Linked DNA regions of Mus musculus: region 1 is linked to region 2. Evidence: chromatin contacts called from public HiChIP or PLAC-seq data. All regions are on one chromosome and are shown on one strand. Each heading gives the region's core, a stretch centred on a gene start, on an enhancer-like site or on the middle of the called end of the contact. The rest is flanking DNA. Distances are from core to core; before and after follow the strand shown. Region 1 has its middle 36 kb from the start of Gm33272. Region 2 has its middle 13 kb from the start of Gm52481.

Region 1 (6,186 bases), core at 1,312-3,811, 98 kb after region 2:
AGGTTGACAGACAGAGACCGGGGGACGGCGAGACACACGGAAGCCGGGATGGTGCGTCTCGGTCGGATGCAGACTCGGGCTTGGTCCCCGGGGAGAAGGAAGCAGGGAGAAGGAAGGAGAAGGGAGAACCAGGACAGGGGGACAGACAGACGCAGAGACCCGAGCTGCGCGGGCCACGGCAGAGGCCAGGCAGGCCGGGATGGAAGAAGGAGAAGGGAGAACCAGGACAGGGGGACAGACAGACAGAGACCCGAGCTGCGCGGGCCATGGCAGAGACCAGGCAGGCCGGGATGGAAGAAGGAAGGAGAAGGGAGAACCAGGACAGGGGGACAGACAGACAGAGACCCGAGCTGCGCGGGCCACGGCAGAGACCAGGCAGGCCGGGATGGAAGAAGGAGAAGGGAGAACCAGGACAGGGGGACAGGGGGACAGACAGACACAGAGACCCGAGCTGCGCGGGCCACGGCAGAGACCAGGCAGGCCGGGATGGAAGAAGGAGAAGGGAGAACCAGGACAGGGGGACAGGGGGACAGACAGACACAGAGACCCGAGCTGCGCGGGCCACGGCAGAGGCCAGGCAGGCCGGGATGGAAGAAGGAAGCAGGAAGAAGGAAGAACCGGGACAGGGGGACAGGGGGACAGACAGACCCAGACTGCGCGGGACACGGACTCGGGCTTGGTCCCTGGGTGGAAGAAGGAAGGAGAAGGGAGGGAGACAGACAGAGACCGGGGGACGGCGAGACACACGGAAGCCGGGATGGTGCATCTCGGTCGGATGCAGACTCGGGCTTGGTCCCCGGGGAGAAGGAAGCAGGGAGAAGGAAGGAGAAGGGAGAACCAGGACAGGGGGACAGACAGACGCAGAGACCCGAGCTGCGCAGGCCACGGCAGAGACCAGGCAGGCCGGGATGGAAGAAGGAAGCAGGAGAAGGAAGAACCGGGACAGGGGGACAGACAGACGCAGAGACCCGAGCTGCGCGGGCCACGGCAGAGACCAGGCAGGCCGGGATGGAAGAAGGAAGCAGGAAGAAGGAAGAACCGGGACAGGGGGACAGGGGGACAGACAGACCCAGACTGCGCGGGACACGGACTCGGGCTTGGTCCCTGGGTGGAAGAAGGAAGGAGAAGGGAGGTTGACAGACAGAGACCGGGGGACGGCGAGACACACGGAAGCCGGGATGGTGCATCTCGGTCGGATGCAGACTCGGGCTTGGTCCCCGGGGAGAAGGAAGCAGGGAGAAGGAAGGAGAAGGGAGAACCAGGACAGGGGGACAGACAGACGCAGAGACCCGAGCTGCGCAGGCCACGGCAGAGACCAGGCAGGCCGGGATGGAAGAAGGAAGGAGAAGGGAGAACCAGGACAGGGGGACAGACAGACGCAGAGACCCGAGCTGCGCGGGCCACGGCAGAGACCAGGCAGGCCGGGATGGAAGAAGGAAGCAGGAGAAGGAAGAACCGGGACAGGGGGACAGACAGACGCAGAGACCCGAGCTGCGCGGGCCATGGCAGAGACCAGGCAGGCCGGGATGGAAGAAGGAAGGAGAAGGGAGAACCAGGACAGGGGGACAGACAGACGCAGAGACCCGAGCTGCGCGGGCCACGGCAGAGACCAGGCAGGCCGGGATGGAAGAAGGAAGCAGGAGAAGGAAGAACCGGGACAGGGGGACAGACAGACGCAGAGACCCGAGCTGCGCGGGCCACGGCAGAGACCAGGCAGGCCGGGATGGAAGAAGGAAGCAGGAAGAAGGAAGAACCGGGACAGGGGGACAGGGGGACAGACAGACCCAGACTGCGCGGGACACGGACTCGGGCTTGGTCCCTGGGTGGAAGAAGGAAGGAGAAGGGAGGTTGACAGACAGAGACCGGGGGACGGCGAGACACACGGAAGCCGGGATGGTGCATCTCGGTCGGATGCAGACTCGGGCTTGGTCCCCGGGGAGAAGGAAGCAGGGAGAAGGAAGGAGAAGGGAGAACCAGGACAGGGGGACAGACAGACGCAGAGACCCGAGCTGCGCGGGCCATGGCAGAGACCAGGCAGGCCGGGATGGAAGAAGGAAGGAGAAGGGAGAACCAGGACAGGGGGACAGACAGACACAGAGACCCGAGCTGCGCGGGCCACGGCAGAGACCAGGCAGGCCGGGATGGAAGAAGGAAGCAGGAGAAGGGAGAACCAGGACAGGGGGACAGACAGACACAGAGACCCGAGCTGCGCGGGCCACGGCAGAGACCAGGCAGGCCGGGATGGAAGAAGAAGGGAGAACCAGGACAGGGGGACAGACAGACACAGAGACCCGAGCTGCGCGGGCCACGGCAGAGACCAGGCAGGCCGGGATGGAAGAAGGAAGCAGGAGAAGGAAGGAGAAGGAAGGAGAAGGGAGAGCCGGGGGCTGCGGGACTCGTGGAAGCCGGGATGGGTCCCTCGATGGCGGACGCCGACGCCAGGCAGCCCCGGGTGGAAGGGAGGAGGAGGAGGAGGAGGAGGAGGAGGAGAGACTTAGAGTCAGACAGAGGGACAGAGAGAGACTTAGACACATAGACAGAGAGACAGAGAGAGGCTCTGTCCCTGCACTTCTACAGGTACAACCTGGAGCGGCGGCCGCGGACCTGAACCCCCGTCTGCCCGGGGACGCCGCCGACACGGCCGCACCGCAGGTCTGGAACCGCGGCTGGCCTTCGGGTCCCAGATCCGTCCCCACGAGGCAGAGAACCGGGGGTGCACTTGCGCGTTTTTCGCCACCGGGTGGCCCCGGAGATCGGCGCTGGGCCCTAGACGCACTACAGCTCCCATGAGCGCCTGGGCTCGACTTCCTGTCCAAAATGGAGGCACTTCCTGTATCTCACAAAGTACAACCTCCCGGGGACCGACCGATGGAAAGCGCGACCGCCTCGCCGGGTCGGATCCGCCAGCCTGGCCGGCTTCCCCTCACCCTGGCCGGGATGAAGCAGGCAGATCCGACCCCTTTGGTGGAAGTTTTTTCCCGGCGTGCTCTCTGTCGCCACCCGGTGGTGACAGAGGAGAATGCGGTGGTCGTGACCTTTCGATTTTCTTTTTTTCAAAGGACACTTGTTTTTGGTTTCCGTGAGCGTTGATTATTTTTGAAAGCATCTACGTGCACGTTCGTTTTTCTTTTATTCTCGTTGATGGCTCACCACTCTTTGCATATGTGTGAACCCAGAATATGTCAACCTATATATACATTAAACATGTGAAAGTGTGTGTGTGTTTGTGTGTGTGTGTGTGTGTGTGTGTGTGTGTAGTAAAATAAAATAGGACGTTTTCTATTCTTGTCATTCTTAATATTTTGTTATGATTTATCTTTGTATATTTATACTAATTGGAAGCAACAATTACTTTAACTTAATATCTCTTAATATCAATCGACTCAATTCCCCAATAAAAAGAAATAGACACACACACACACACACACACACACACACACACACACACACACACACAACTAGTTAGACAAATCCTGGTCATGTACCCAAAGGACTCCATATCCTAACATAGAGATACTTGCTCAGCCATATGTCATAGATAGAATCAAAGATGGAATAATAGCACGAGTCCTTTCCCTGATTGTGGCCGTAGTTCACATGTACAGTTTTTACAGCCCATCCTCTAATTGGTTGTATTTGCATAACTATAGATATCGAACCTTAGATAGCAAAGATATTCAGTAATCAATCTGCACTTCTGCCCCAATTCTGGAACGACAACAACCAAACAAGACGTTATATCGATATCACTTATGGATCTTTCATAAAGACAGAACTATGCTTACCTTTATTCAGGTGCACATCTAAGTTCAAGGATTTTAAGCAATGTGATCTAGTCTTTCACTCACTGGAAGAGCATGGGCTGGTTCTAATTCTAAAGAGCTTCACATAGGAGCAGAGAGCAACCACACTTAAGTAACACAATAGCCTGAGTAGAAGTCAACTCAGTATTTCTCCATCACATTACCATCGAGGAGTCAGGGTACAAACAGGAAAGAATGCCACTTACCAGAGTGACAAGTGCAAGTGAAAGTAAGAAAGGAAGAAAGAAGTGGGGACCAATGAAATTGTCCAGGCATTAAAGGGTTTGACTTACAAGCATGAGGACCCAAGTTTGATCCCTAGAACCTAAGTTTCTAAAACAAATCACAAGTCAGGGTGGTTCATGCTTGTAATCTCTGCGCCAAGGAGAGCAGGTAGGCCCTCACTGACCGTTTAGGCTAGCATACTTGATAAGTTCCAGGCCAATGAGAAACCCTGACCACCAAAGAAAAAAAGGTAGATGGTGGGATGGTGTCTGAGAGATGACAACAAGGTTGTCCTTAGGCTTCCACATGCACACATCTCAACCAGTCCACAGAAATGAAGACACACAGAGAGGAAAGGGGGTACGATTTGCCTGAAAGCTTATGGAATTTAATGAGTAGCCAGGACTTGAACTTGTCCTATAGATTTCAGAAGTACTGTCTTTAAAAATTCCAGTATTTGGGAGGGTCGGGGAGCAGGGCGGGGGGGGGGTGGGGGAAGGTAGAGGGGACTTTCGGGATAGCATTTGAAATGTAAATGAAGAAAATATCTAATAAAAAAGGATTTGGGGATATCAGCTTATTTTATGTCATTCAATGGTGTTGATGATGGTACATTCCCCAGCACAATAAAGCTAAGCTTTCAAATACACTCAGCTTAAAAGCTTCTCTTTTATGTAAATATTGGAGATTCCGTGTAAGGTTTAAAATATTTTGTGTTCATAAAGGTTGTGATTTTACTTATGAGCTCCCTCTTCATGATTGGAAATTTAAAACTGGTTACTGAGAAGTAAGTCTGTTGGCCAATTTTTCAAGCTCTAAATTTCTGCAGTATTTAGGACTAACAAGAGAGGTGTTTTTCCTTGCCTAAACCATCCGTTTTAACTGTTGGTCACTTAAGTGCTGATGAATATGGTATATGGAGAAAGAAAAGTTAGAGAATGGAAGTTGAAAGGATTGGCTCTCGGGTTCATGCCTCAGACCCTTTCCTTTTGGCACTAAATGATACTTCTGTCTTTTATGCTGCTCAGGCGCAGCATGCAACGTGAAGGCGACTGCAAGTTGCAGAACCTTGACCTTTCTCATCTACTGAAACTGCATTTGTTTGTACCTTGTTGATTAGACAATATGGGAAATAATAGTGAAGATGCATGATGTTTTCGTTATTTCATAGCAAAGCGAATATGAATAAAAGGATGAAAAATAGAATGTTCATGTGCCATATTTTATTTTTATGATGCGATGGCACTTGATGTTTGGAATAATAAGAAAGAATTATTTCTCTTCAGTAAAAACAAATCACCTGTGCTTTAAGGTAAATCCTATAAATGGTTTATGTATCGCGTGATTATTTCATCCCATTTCAGCAAGTTACTTCTCAAAGCATTAGTGTCTGGTTTGCATTATGGCTGGTAATGTTTTCAGAACTAATGCCATGTTCCTAATGCAATTTTAGTATGACTGGAATTTACAAAATATTATTCATTGTAATGTGATGTAAAATTATATCCTATCATGTATAGTAATTTTCAGATGGGAAATAAATTCAAGAAACTTACCACCAGATTATTTATTTCCAGGGATCAGATATTGTTCTAGTTAAGATACTCATTAAAAAAAAAATTACTCAATTAATTGTGGCCATTTTAAAAACAGTCGTACATACCATTAGAAGTAATTCTTAACAAAATTTAAGAGTATCTATTTACCTGCTGCTTTGTAAATCCTTTGGAGTGGAAGTAAGTGTATTCTAAGTAAGTACTAGGTAATTATTTATGAGTAGAAAAATGGCAGGAACAGTATCTACTATTACATTTATCCTAATTGTTAATATTCTCAAAGAATACTTTTTAAAAAGGAATTCCAAGTTATTTTGTGATAATTGACTGAGGAAGGAGCCATCAGAGTCATAAAAGCTATTTGAACCAAAGAGGATATCATGCCCTGGTATATAAAAAAGGGAGCAGGAAGCATTAAAGAAAAAGGATGCCGGGCGGTGGGGGCGCACGCCTTTAATCCCAGCACTTGGGAGGCAGAGGCAGGTGGATTTCTGAGTTCGAGGCCAGCCTGATCTACAAAGGACATCCAGGGCTATACAGAGAAACCCTGTTCCGAAAAAAACAACCAAAAAAAAAAGAAGAAAGAAAGAAAGAGAGAGAGA
Region 2 (6,425 bases), core at 3,588-6,087:
GATGCAAATTTGCAGAAACTTTAAAATGCGACGCTCAGATTTGCACAAGGAGGAGCTCAGATGCTCTGGCGCCACCCAGTGGCCACAGGACGTCAGTGCAACCTTGCGATTTTTTATTGTTGGTTTTCTTCAAGAGGAGGTATTTTTGTTTTCTCTAATTATCTTCACTTCTAATTATCTTTAATTTTGTGGAGGTTAAACATTGATTCACCTGCCTGTTTCTTTCTTTTTGGATTTTAATTTTTGGATTTTAGTGGGATTGCTTCCAGCGTCTCTCCATTTACTCTGATGCTGGCTCCTGGTTTGCTGTAGATTGCTTTTATCATGTTTAGCTGTGGGCCTTGAATTCCTGATCTTTCCAGAACTTTTATAATGAATGGGTGTTGATCTTGTCAAATGCTTTTTCTGCATCTAACGAGATGATCATGTGGTTTTTGTCTTTGAGTTTGTTTACATAATGGATTATATTGATGGATTTCCGTATATTAAACCATCCCTGCATCCCTGGGATGAAACCTACTTGGTCAGGATGGATGATTGCTTTAATGTGTTCTTGGATTTGGTTAGCGAGAATTTTATTGAGGATTTTTGCATCGATATTCATAAGGGAAATTGGTCTGAAGTTCTCTTTCTTTGTTGGGTCTTTCTGTGGTTTAGGTATCAGAGTAATAGTGGCTTCATAAAGTGAGTTGGGTAGAGGACCTTCTACTTCTATTTTGTGGAATAGTTTGTGCAGAACTGGAATTAGATCTTCTTTGAAGGTCTGATAGAACTCTGCACTAATTTTCTGATTTTGTTGATTAAGATTTTGTCCCTGTGCCCTCTAGTGAGTCTAGCTAAGGGTTTATCTATCTTGTTGATTTTCTCAAAGAACCAGCTGCTCGTTTGGTTAATTCCTTGAATAGTTCTTCTTGTTTCCACTTGGTTGATTTCACCCCTGAGTTTGATTATTTCCTGCGCTCAGGGATACAGACAGAGAGACAGACAGACAGAAACAAAAAAACAGAGACAGAGAGACAGGTTTAAATTAGGGTGCAGAGAAACTCGTGAAGGTTTAAATTAGAACCCGCAAAGCTCGTGGAGATAGAATGTCACTGCGATATTTGAGATTTTTTGAAGATTTGTCATTTATTTTTCTTTTCAGTTTCAATTTTAATTTTAATTTTTGTATTTTTGACTGTTGAACATTTTAATTTTGTAATTTTTTAATATACATTCCATTTTTGGATGGTTTTTTTCAATGCTTTATATTTTTCTAATTATTTTTTTAATTTTATCTTCATAAATCTTTAAAAAATTTTTATTATTTGGTTTTTAGACACAGGGTTTCTCTGTGTAGCCCTGGCTGTCCCGCAATGTGCTCTGGAGACCAGGCTGACCTGGGATTCAGCGATCTGCCTGCGTCTGTGTCCCCAGGACTGGGATGGAAGGCCTGGGCCACCACGCCCGGATTTTTACCAGGGGAACTTGTAGGTTTAAATCAGCACCTTGGAAACTCGTGCAGGGTTAAATTAGGAATCAGGGAATCTGTAGAACTCTGCACTAAACCCGTCTGGTCCTGGGCTTTTTTTGGTTGGGAGACTATTTATAACTGCTTCTATTTCTTTAGGTGATATGGGACTGTTTAGATGGTCAACTTGACCCTGATTACACTTTGGTACCTGGTATCTGTGCAGAAATTTGTCCATTTCGTCCAGGTTTTCCACTTTTGTTGAGTATAGCCTTTTGTAGAAGGATCTGTTGGTGTTTTGGATTTCTTCAGGATCTGTTGTTATGTCTCCCTTTTCAGTTCTGATTTTGTTCATTAGGATTTTGTCCCTGTGCCCTCTAGTGAGTCTAGCTAAGGGTTTATCTATCTTGTTGATTTTCTCAAAGAACCAGCTCCTCGTTTGGTTAATTCCTTGAATAGTTCTTCTTGTTTCCACTTGGTTGATTTCACCCCTGAGTTTGATTATTTCCTGCCATCTGTCTACTCCTCTTGGGTGAGTTTGCTTCCTTTAGTTCTAGAGCTTTTAGATGTGTTGTCAAGCCGCTATTGCCGTATTTTTATTGTTGTTTTCATTCAAGACTAGGTATTTTTCTTTTCGCTACTTATCTTCACCTTTTATTTTTGAGTGTGAAATTCAAGGTTTAATTTAGAACATGGGAATTTTTGTGGGTTTAAGTCAGGATGTAGGCGAACTCCTCTGGGATTAAATTAGAACCCGCAAAACTCGTGGAGATAGAATGTCACTGAGATATTTGAGTTTTATTTTAAGATTTGTCATTTATTTTTCTTTTCAGTTTCAATGTTAATTTTTGTATTTTTGACTGTTGAACATTTTAATTTTGTAATTTTTTAATACACATTCCAATTTTGGATGGTTTTTTTCAATGCTTTATATTTTTTCTAATTATTTTTTTTATTTTATCTTTACAAATCTTTAAAAGTTTTTTATTATTTGGTTTTTAGACACAGGGTTTCTCTGTGTAGCCCTGGCTGTCCCGCAATGTGCTCTGGAGACCAGGCTGACCTCGGATTCAGAGATCTGCCTGCGTCTGTGTCCCCAGGGCTGGGATGGAAGGCCTGGGCCACCACGCCCGGATTTTTACCAGGGGAACTTGTCGGTTTAAATCAGCACCTTGGAAACTCGTGCAGGTTTCTGTCTGTCTCTCTGTCCCCGCCCTTCTCCTTCCTTCTTCCACTTTCTTCCACCCGGGGACCAAGCCTGAGTCCGTGGCCCCCGCAGCTCGTGTCTCTGTCCTCTCTCTGTCCCCCGCCTCCCTACCTTCTCTGCCTCATGGGGACGAATCTGGGACCCGAATCCCAGCCCGGGCTCCCGACGAGGGGTGTGACTTCCTCAGTGACGTCCCCGGGCAGGCGGCATCTCAGGTCCGCGTCCCCTGCTCCCTTTGCGCCTGTAGAAGTGTAGGGAGATGAGCCTCTCTCTGACTCTTTGAATTGATTTTTGTTTTGTCTCTGGTGCTCCACCATTTAAATGAGGCCCTCAGGTAACTCACAGAGATTTTAACCAGGACCCAGGGAGCTCGCACAGATTTGCATAATGAGGCTCACAGAGATGCAAATTTGCAGAAACTTTAAAATGCGAGGCTCAGATTTGCACAATGAGGAGCTCAGATGCTCTGGCGCCACCCAGTGGCCACAGGACGTCAGTGCAACCTTGCGATTTTTTATTGTTGGTTTTCTTCAAGAGGAGGTATTTTTCTTTACTCTAATTATCTTCAATTCTAATTATCTTTACTTAATAGAGAGAGACAGACAGAGAGACAGGGAGACAGAGACACAGACATACAGAGACAAAAAATTTTTTTCGAGACAGGGTTTTTTGTTTTGAATTTTTGACTGTTGAATATTTTTATTTTGTAATTTTTAAATAAACATTCCAATTTTGGGGGGTTTTGTCAATGCTTTATATTTTTTTCTAATTATTCTTTAAAAATTTTATCTTTACAAATCTTTAAAAGATTTTTATTATTTGGTTTTTAGACACAGGTGTTTTGATTTCTGATGGTGTTTTGGATTTCTTCAGGATCTGTTGTCATGTCTCCCTTTTCAGTTCTGATTTTGTTAATTAGGATTTTGTCCCTGTGCCCTCTAGTGAGTCTAGCTAAGGGTTTATCTATCTTGTTGATTTTCTCAAAGAACCAACTCCTCGTTTGGTTAATTCCTTGAATAGTTCTTCTTGTTTCCACTTGGTTGATTTCACCCCTGAGTTTGATTATTTCCTGCCATCTGTCTACTCCTCTTGGGTGAGTTTGCTTCCTTTTTTTCTAGAGCTTTTAGATGTGTTGTCAAGCCGCTATTGCCGTTTTTTTATTGTTGTTTTCATTCAAGACTAGGCATTTTTCTTTTCGCGACTTATCTTCACCTTTTATTTTTGAGTGTGAAATTCAAGGTTTAATTTAGAACCTGGGAATTTGTGCGGGTTTAAGTCAGGATGCAGGCGAACTCGTGTGGGATTAAATTAGAACCCGCAAAACTCGTGGAGATAGAACGTCACTGAGATATTTGAGATTTTTTTCGAAGATTTGGCATTTTTTTTTCTTTTCTGATGACTTTTCAGATTTAATTTTTTGGAGGTTAAACGATTATTTATCTGCCTGTTTCTTTCTTTTTGGATTTTTATTTTTAGTTTCTTTTTAGGTTTTTAGAGAAAGGGTTTCTCTAAGCTCGCTCTTCTGGGATCTTCTTTAATTTCTTTCTTCAGAGACTTGAAGTTTTTATCATACAGATCTTTCACCTCCTTAGTTAGCATTATGCCAAGATATTTTATACTATTTGTAACTATTGAGAAGGGTGTTGTTTCCCTAATTTCTTTCTCAGCCTGTTTATTCTTTGTGTAGAGAAAGGCCATTGACTTGTTTGAGTTAATTTTATATCCAGCTACTTCGGCGAAGCTGTTTATCAGGCTTAGGAGTTCTCTGGTGGAATTTTTAGGGTCACTTATATACACTATCATATCATCTGCAAAAAGTGATATTTTGACTTCCTCTTTTCCAATTTGTATCCCCTTGATCTCCTGTTGTTGTGGAATTGCTCTGGCTAATACTTCAAGTACTATGTTGAAGAGGTAGGGAGAGAGTGGGCAGCCTTGTCTAGTCCCTGATTTTAGTGGGATTGCTTCCAGCTTCTCTCCATTTACTCTGATGCTGGCTCCTGGTTTGCTGTAGATTGCTTTTATCATGTTTAGCTGTGGGCCTTGAATTCCTGATTCCTGTCCGTGGCCCGAGCAGCTCTGGTCTCTGTCCTCTCTCTGTCCCCCCCGCCTCCCTACCTTCTCTGCCTCATGGGGACGAATCTGGGACCCGAATCCCAGCCCGGGCTCCCGACGAGGGGTGTGGCTTCCTCAGTGGCGTCCCCGGGCAGGCGGCATCTCAGGTCCGCATCCCCTGCTCCCTTTGCGCCTGTAGAAGTGTAGGGAGATGAGCCTCTCTCTGACTCTTTGAATTGATTTTTGTTTTGTGTCTGGTCCTCCACCATTTAAATGAGGCCCTCAGGTAACTCACAGAGACTTTAACCAGGACCCAGGGAGCTCGCACAGATTTGCATAATGAGGCTCACAGAGATGCAAATTTGCAGAAACTTTGAAATGCGAGGCTTAGATTTGCACACTGAGGCGCTCAGATGCTCTGGCGCCACCCAGTGGCCACAGGACGTCAGTGCAACCTTGCCATTGTTTATGGTTGGTTTTATTCAAGACGAGGTATTTTTCTTTTCTCTAATTATCTTCACTTCTAATTATCTTTACTTAACAGAGAGACAGACAGACAAAGACAGGGAGACAGAGAGACAGGGAGACAGAGACACAGACATACAGAGACAAAAAATTTTTTTCGAGACAGGGTTTTTTGTTTTGAATTTTTGACTGTTGAATATTTTTATTTTGTAATTTTTAAATAAACATTCCAATTTTGGGGGATTTTGTCAATGCTTTATATTTTTTCTAATTATTTTTTTTTAATTTTATCTTTACAAATCTTTAAAAAATTTTATTATTTGGTTTTTAGGCACAGGTGTTTTGATTTCTGATGGTGTTTTGGATTTCTTCCGGATCTGTTGTCATGTCTCCCTTTTCAGTTCTGATTTTGTTAATTAGGATTTTGTCCCTGTGCCCTCTAGTGAGTCTAGCTAAGGGTTTATCTATCTTGTTGATTTTCTCAAAGAACCAGCTCCTGGTTTGGTTAATTCCTTGAATAGTTCTTCTTGTTTCCACTTGGTTGATTTCACCCCTGAGTTTGATTATTTCCTGCCATCTGTCTACTCCTCTTGGGTGAGTTTGCTTCCTTTAGTTCTAGAGCTTTTAGATGTGTTGTCAAGCCGCTATTGCCGTATTTTTATTGTTGTTTTCATTCAAGACTAGGTATTTTTCTTTTCGCGACTTATCTTCACCTTTTATTTTTGAGTGTGAAATTCAAGGTTTAATTTAGAACCTGGGAATGTGTGCAGGTTTAAATCAGGATGCAGGCGAACTCGTGTGGGATTAAATTAGGAATCAGGGAATCTGTGCAGGTTTAAATTAGGATGCAGGGAATCTGTTTTTTGGTTTTTATGCAAGATCTGTGTTCTCTGTGCTTCACCGTGAGACTCTGTCTCTGGCGCCACCCAGTGGCGACAGGACGTCAGTGCAGGCTTGCAATTTTTTATTGTTGTTTTTATTCAAGACTAGGTATTTTTCTTTTCTCTAATTATCTTCACCTTCTATTTTTGAGTGTGAAATTAATGGTTTAATTTAGAACCCAGTAATTTGTGCAGGTTTAAATTAGAACCCGCAAAACTCGTGGAGATAGAAAGTCACTACGATATTTGAGTTTTATTTGAAGATTTGTCATTTTTCTTCAGTTTTAATTTTAATTTTTATTTTTGTATTTTTTTCACTGTTGAACATTTTAATTTTGTAATTTTTAACCCCGGAGACACCCGTGCT

Evidence for each region. HiChIP or PLAC-seq counts read pairs in DNA pulled down with a chosen protein or histone mark.
Region 1: an H3K4me3 HiChIP or PLAC-seq map of stem cell-derived neural progenitor cells shows a contact between it and region 2, with 7 times the contacts expected there. The contact joins two enhancer-like sites. A contact is called at or near these places in 1 of 39 promoter capture datasets (embryonic stem cells), 3 of 15 datasets of contacts at CTCF or cohesin (embryonic stem cells, pro-B cells and stem cell-derived epiblast-like cells), 33 of 484 Hi-C or Micro-C datasets (B cells, the C2C12 cell line, the G1E-ER4 cell line and 23 more), 19 of 115 datasets of contacts at active chromatin or transcription factors (the HPC-7 cell line, PVALB interneurons, bone marrow-derived dendritic cells and 10 more) and 2 of 9 other capture datasets (embryonic tail and macrophages).

Annotation. Positions count from the first base shown.
Region 1 is chrY:90,826,185-90,832,370 of GRCm38.p6, forward strand. No RefSeq gene overlaps it. Among named protein-coding and RNA genes, the nearest start is that of Gm33272, 36 kb to the left of the region's middle. Within about 2 kb of position 2,562, at least 11 of the 459 cell types and tissues checked have an H3K27ac peak or open chromatin away from gene starts, as enhancers often do. A contact at or near this core is called in stem cell-derived neural progenitor cells, where this site is marked.
Region 2 is chrY:90,726,249-90,732,673 of GRCm38.p6, forward strand. No RefSeq gene overlaps it. Among named protein-coding and RNA genes, the nearest start is that of Gm52481, 13 kb to the right of the region's middle. Within about 2 kb of position 4,838, at least 13 of the 459 cell types and tissues checked have an H3K27ac peak or open chromatin away from gene starts, as enhancers often do. A contact at or near this core is called in stem cell-derived neural progenitor cells, where this site is marked.